Linked DNA regions of Sus scrofa: region 2 is linked to region 1. The links are chromatin contacts, called in public Hi-C maps. All regions are on one chromosome and are shown on one strand. Each heading gives the region's core, a stretch centred on a gene start, on an enhancer-like site or on the middle of the called end of the contact. The rest is flanking DNA. Distances are from core to core; before and after follow the strand shown.

Evidence for each region. Hi-C and Micro-C count contacts between places; a contact is called where the count stands out from the background.
Region 2: a contact with region 1 is called in a Hi-C map of liver, with 1.7 times the contacts expected there. The contact joins two enhancer-like sites. A contact is called at or near these places in 1 of 5 promoter capture datasets (fetal skeletal muscle), 17 of 47 Hi-C or Micro-C datasets (blood, differentiating spermatogonia, embryonic fibroblasts and 9 more) and 1 of 2 datasets of contacts at active chromatin or transcription factors (skeletal muscle).

Annotation. Positions count from the first base shown.
Region 1 is chr11:46,516,474-46,519,577 of Sscrofa11.1, forward strand. It overlaps a transcript of KLF12 not described here. Among named protein-coding and RNA genes, the nearest start is that of KLF12, 210 kb to the left of the region's middle. Within about 2 kb of position 1,433, at least 3 of the 83 cell types and tissues checked have an H3K27ac peak or open chromatin away from gene starts, as enhancers often do. A contact at or near this core is called in liver, where this site is marked.
Region 2 is chr11:46,569,787-46,572,890 of Sscrofa11.1, forward strand. It overlaps a transcript of KLF12 not described here. Among named protein-coding and RNA genes, the nearest start is that of KLF12, 260 kb to the left of the region's middle. Within about 2 kb of position 1,590, at least 4 of the 83 cell types and tissues checked have an H3K27ac peak or open chromatin away from gene starts, as enhancers often do. A contact at or near this core is called in liver, where this site is marked.

The DNA.
Region 1 (3,104 bases), core at 183-2,682:
CTTACAGGGACATTTAAATTGCCTAGACAATTCCAACTGATGTAATAATTCTCCCATTTTGTTCAAGCATAGCACCAACATACATAATAGGCTAAGTGGTAAAATGGGCTTACACAGTACATTTCTTTTATTTAGTCAAAGACAAAGCATATTAGTTCAAGAATAATCTTATTAGAAAAGCTTCAATGCCAAAGTTCAGTACTTTAATAACAACTCTTCTTGTAGGGATGAACATTTCTATGAAAGCCCAGAAATGGGTGTGGCTAACTTAATACGATAAATAGGAGAGGCCTTAGTTTTCCCAAACTATAAAAAAAATGAATGTAACATTCCCACTTGACTACCTTCCAAGGATGCTGCAATATTTAACACTGTTATTTATGGCACACAGTAATATGCATTGAGAAGGAACTGTGTAAGCAACATTCTTGCAAATAATGTTTTGATGAGAATTTCCTCCAGCAAATATTTTCTCCATTATAAAATGTTCAAAAGTATGCAGAGATAAACTGTAATTACTGGAGACTTTGTAATTAGCATGCAAGCTTAGTGCAATCCACAGCAGGCTAAGGGTTGCATTCACAGAAGACTGCAACAATTCACTGGAGTTGAGAGACCCAGTACGCAGTAGCCCAATAACCAATAGAAATCCATTGACCAGGATGCCTAACTAGAAATAAAAATAATTTTATTGGTTCTGTTTTTAAACAATAGTTCACATTGCAATTAATTTTTAATATAGAAAGGCTGAAGCATATGTCTAAAAGTCTGGAGTAATTTTTTTACTTTACTAAATGTATTTAAGTTTGGACACTTATTACTGAAGTAGAAAATGGGTGCCAATTTTACATCGTGATTTGTTCTAAACATTTCACCATCATAAAAAAGGATATCTGAAGTGCCTCTTTAATCAGGTACTAGTGAGGTTAGTAAATACGGCCCTACCCACTTAGGAACTTATTGACTCTGTAATGTTTACCTTTACTATTCTAGTCTAGAGCAAGCGAGATGGATTCAATGTTCCCAAAAGATACTACATGTGGGCCAATATTTTCTTTAAGCTACCATGAGAAACGAACTACAAAATAAATAAATATCTGTTTCTGTGCAGTCAATTATATAATGAGAAATTCCTTCCTGAGCTCCTTCTCTCTATCCCTCAATGTTCCTAAATATTCTCAGAATTTATAGCAATACGTTTAAATCAGAGGGGCCTCAAAAACAATGTCTGAGACCAAAGACAGAGTGAGGCAGGCAAATACATTAACTAGTTTGTCAGTAAACATATCAGTCAGTCCACAGTATTTATTTCTGACTTGATCAACTTCTTTTGGCAGATTACTAGGCATTGTGAGTTGACAGGCTTAGTTTAGGGCCAAAGAAGTTTGAACTGTTGCAGAGAACAGTAGGAAGAGGCAGCAAGGGTCAAGTGATAGCCTTGGAACTTTCAGCTTGGAATGGTGCGAACACTGGCCAAACTAAAGATTTGGCCTCGTAAGACCTCTTAACTTTTCTGTAGGTCACCTGGAGTTTTGCAGTCAGAAAGGTGATGAGCTAAGACTGTTGCTATGACAAATGATTAACCAAGGACTTGAATGTACTGAGGTTTTTATATGTGCTAACTGATGTAGTCTTTCAGTGTGCAACCATATAGCAATCACCAGACTCTTCAAAAAAAGAATGCGGAGTTCCCTTCATGGCTCAGCAGTTAACGAACCCGACTAGGATCCATGAGGATGCGGGTTCGATCCCTGGCCTCGATCAGTAGGTTAAGGATCTGGCATTGCCATGAGCCGTGGTGTAGGTTGAAGACATGGCTTGTACCCCAGGCCTGGGAACTTCCATATGCCATGGATGTGGCCCTAAAGGGGAAAAAAAAATTAGATTGCAACAAATAACTCAGAAACACAATTCTAATGACCATGTTTTCAAAAAGTCTTTATCCCCTTAGGATCTATATAGGAAACTATGATGCTCTAAGATTTGTAAACAGTTTCTTTGGCCGGCATATGTTCATTTTAATCTATGGCAATTGTCAAATATTTCACTTCAAGCTTAGTAGGTTCAATTTTTCTTACTTAGACATCTTTCCCTTCCCAGAGGTTTATATGAGGCCTTGACGACCTAACCCAACCCCTATTTTCGGACGTGATAGAATGGATAGGTGGGTTCTGGGCCAGAGTCCTTCTCAGAAGACCAAGCAGTACCCCTGGATCCTGGGACAGCTTGGGGAGAAGTGGCTGGAAATTCTCAGAAGGGTAATGATGCAGGATGTATTTGATGGAGACCAAAAGCATCCTGAGGTTCAGAGACACATCATCTAGGTCTAGAGCCGGCGATATTTGCTTCATAATATCCCATGGTGGCATGTAGGGCAGAGGAGTTATCTTTTTTTGCGTTCTACTGACGCATTCATTCCATCCCTGATTTTCTTTCTTTTTTCTTTTTACAGCTGCACTTGCAGCATATGGAAGTTCCAGGGCTAGGGATTAAATCGGAATTGCAGTTGCAGGCCTATACCATAGACAGAAACACTAGATCAGCTCCCTGACTTTAAAAAAAAAAAAAAAAAAAAAAACGGTTTTAGTGGTTTGTTTAAACTACTGTTTTACTTTAAAATAATTAAGAAAATACTTTTTAAAATAGTTAAGAACGTATAGTGCCTACTATGTGCCAGCCATAGTCTAAGTATTGTTTTTTCCACATATTAACTCATTTAATAATACTGATTTTATAAGGTATGTACTTTCCCTGTTTACAGATGAGGAAACCGAGGCACAGAGAGATGAAAGCCATTGCTCAAGGACATAGCCAGTAGATGAAAGAGCTGAGATTGGAATGCAGGAGTTTAGCTAACTGATCCTGTGCTCTGAATTTCTGCTCTTTAATATTTCATTGTGTAAGTATGTTAAATGAGATATCATACAAAAAAAAACACAGCGACCTGTGCACAGATGTTCAACAAGTTTCAGTTCAGCTTAGGTTAAAAAACTGATGTATATGTTTTCTTCTAGGGAGGGCAGAATTCATTATTGCTCAGAGATGAAGACCACAGACTCAACAGAGAGTCAACCTGGGGAAAATCCTGCCACCCCTTCCTAGCT
Region 2 (3,104 bases), core at 340-2,839, 53 kb after region 1:
AAAAGAAGTTGCCTATAGCCTACGCACGGGGTAGCCCATTCTTAAGGCTTTTACCTTTAAAAGCATAGCACTTCTCCATTCATATATAGATAAAAACAGTTGCAGAACAGAGAGCAACATTTCTTTTGTTGGAGGTAGGAGGTTTATATCATGACCCCATCTATGTGGGTCCTCAAGAACAAAGGATTCTGGCATGAAGAAATTTGCAACCATCAACCACTTTTCTAATAAAAGAAGCCTGACTTCCAAGTCAGGTACGATGGTTCTTTGGGCCACTAGTCCACCATCTTCTCTGTCTGCTTGCTTTTTTGAATAAAGTCACTAGCCCTTGCTTCCACAACTAATCTCTTGATTTACGGGCCTATTGCATGCTGAGGAGAAAGAGTTTGAACTTAGTAAGAATACCATACCCAATCGATTGAAGATTCACTTTTCTCCTGGGCTGGTGGGGATTGGGAAGCAATAACAACACAGTGGTTTGCTTCCCCAGGTACTCACAATCCCAGCCTCCTAAGAGATCTCCTGCTGTCAGTCTTCCCCACTCCAAGGCTTTCTTCTGCCTATTGCTCTCAGACTGTTTGTACTAACTAAGTACTGGTCTAATTATGTCTCATCATCCTTTTGCTCAGAACTCTTAAACCACTTCTTTTTGCATATAGTATAAAAACCTCCCTTTTCAATGGTACACTCTCCTAAATTCTTTTTATCCCATGCCTTCTACGTAGATTGCATCAATTGCCTTTCCTCAGAATTTGGCTCTCATCAGAGCCTTAATGGTGCTTTTGTGCCTTCTTCCTGGAATATCCTTCCCATCTGTTCATATCTTTTGGAACCCTCTCACTCTCAAGAACGGCTCAAATATCAGTCTGGACTCCTACAGAGTGTAGTACCTCTATCATAGTACTAACCCCATGTTATGCTCTCCGTTAGAGTTTGTGGCTTATCTTAAATGTCTGTCCAAGAAAAAAGCTACCTTGTTCATTTTGGTATTACTTCCCATTGAACCATGCTGCCTCTTAATGAGTGGCTCAATAATAATGGTAGACATTGTTTGTAATCCCCTCATATTTTTGCCTTTTTAATGTTATAAAGTCATATATGATAACTCATTTTCACTTGGTATATTCATTTTAATTCCCTGTTCAAACTTTTTTTTTCATGTTTAGTCAAAGTGACTCCCCATTAAAAGCTTTTCCCCCTTTCTCTCCATCTATAAGCAAGGCTAACAACAGGGAGGAACCCAGTGGTTTCGGAACCAACTCCCCACAATCCTAGCCTTCTCGTTCCAGAGTGGAAAATGTCAAGAGAAAGAGCATAACTCATCAAAATTTATGGTTTATTCTGATAAAAAGATAGTTTCACATTTGGAAAATAACTCTTAGATGTTCCCAGTTTCTTTGGGGGAAAGGAGCAAATAAAAACCTAGTCCAACCAAATGAGATTTAGGCTGATATATCAGAAAAACAGAGAATCTAATCTTTTAAAAAAGTGTGTTCAATTTTTTAGTTTTTCCTCTCTGGTAGAAGGAAATTTAGTCAATTTTCACGGACCTTAGACAGAATCAAAGATCAGCATGTTGAAGTTAATCAGTAACTCGAAATGCCTTTTTTCATGTGTTTGGAAGAAAGAAAAGGGGACAGATTGCTGTGGAAGTATAAGATGTTATTTCTGCACAAATACTTGTATCTCTACCAATTTTAAATGTCAGTTTTCTTCTCCCTAAGTTTATTTTACCTGTCTGCTTGGATGAAATTCATAACTATCCATGCCTGAGGAATATTATCTTTCTCATACATTTTGCTATAAAACATTTTGTCGTACTTTGTGCACTGTGTGTTGAAAATTCTGTAACTAAGTTATATAATCGAAACAATTCAAGACTTAACTTGAAAAAGAGTCACAAACTGAACTGGAATGAAAAGAATATATTTTGCAAAAGCAAACCAGTGAAAGCTGGACATGTTATGTTCTAAAATAACAGCTTACATTTCTTTAATCCTTGAAATCATATTTAGGTATTATTTTCCCATAAAGCATTATATACAGATAAGATTTTGGAATAAGATGAGATTTTGGACCACTTTATGGATAAGGAAATATTAAGCTTAATATATTAATTAAGCAATTAATTAATATCATTAACTATAAATATTAAGCAATTGTATCACTTTATGGATAAGGAAATAGTAAGCTTAGAAATGTTAAGTCCCCTTTTCAAGGTCGCGCAGAAATTAGTAGCAGAGCTTACATGAGAATTTAACTTGTATGATTCTAGAGCTATGTCTCTTTACTTACAGTATGGTGGATACTGTCTGATTTCAAAACTAGGATGTATATTATGACAGTTTAATTTGACTTAAATGGAAAAAATGGTACAGACTATTTGGAATCACAACTGTCCTCCCAAATCTGGCACTTGGTAACCAACACACAAGTTTGTGTCTTAGTTTATCTGTGCCCCTTAGTTTATTTTTTCAATGTAAACATTATATTTTTGTGCTTTATCAATTTTCATGGTCTTCTTTAAATTGGCCAAACAGAAACATGAAAAGCAAACATTGATGTTCCACATTAGTGAATAATATCAATACCACTTAAAACTTCATTATCAAATATTAAGAATCCTCAGTTCATGCAGCTATTTAAAGATAAATATAAGGAATTCTTATGATTTGGGATTTATCTGCTAACAATGTAATAATGCATATAGCATCTTAAAAAATAAAATAAATAAGGAAACAAACCCCTTTAGAGTTGCTAGCGGGGAGGGCAGTAGGTACTGAGCAAAAATAAAGTTGCCACATTCTTGGCTTCTTGAATTTCTTGGAGCTCATCTTCAGAGTCACATTATCCTTGTTAGAGATTATAGGGGGGATAGCCTTCAGGAACAAAGACTTCGGATCAAGGTAAAAATATGCAATAAGCAGTATGCCCCTAAGCGGTCTGAAGAATACATCCTTGAAGAGGGAAATCCTGGCCAAAAAAAGTGTCCTCTGAGTCTGGACTCATTATCCATGGTTTTGAATATTCAGAGTTCACAGGTCCAACCTGTGCTTGGCAATAATTCTGTTTTCCTGAGCCCCATGGCGTGCCCAGCTGCTTGT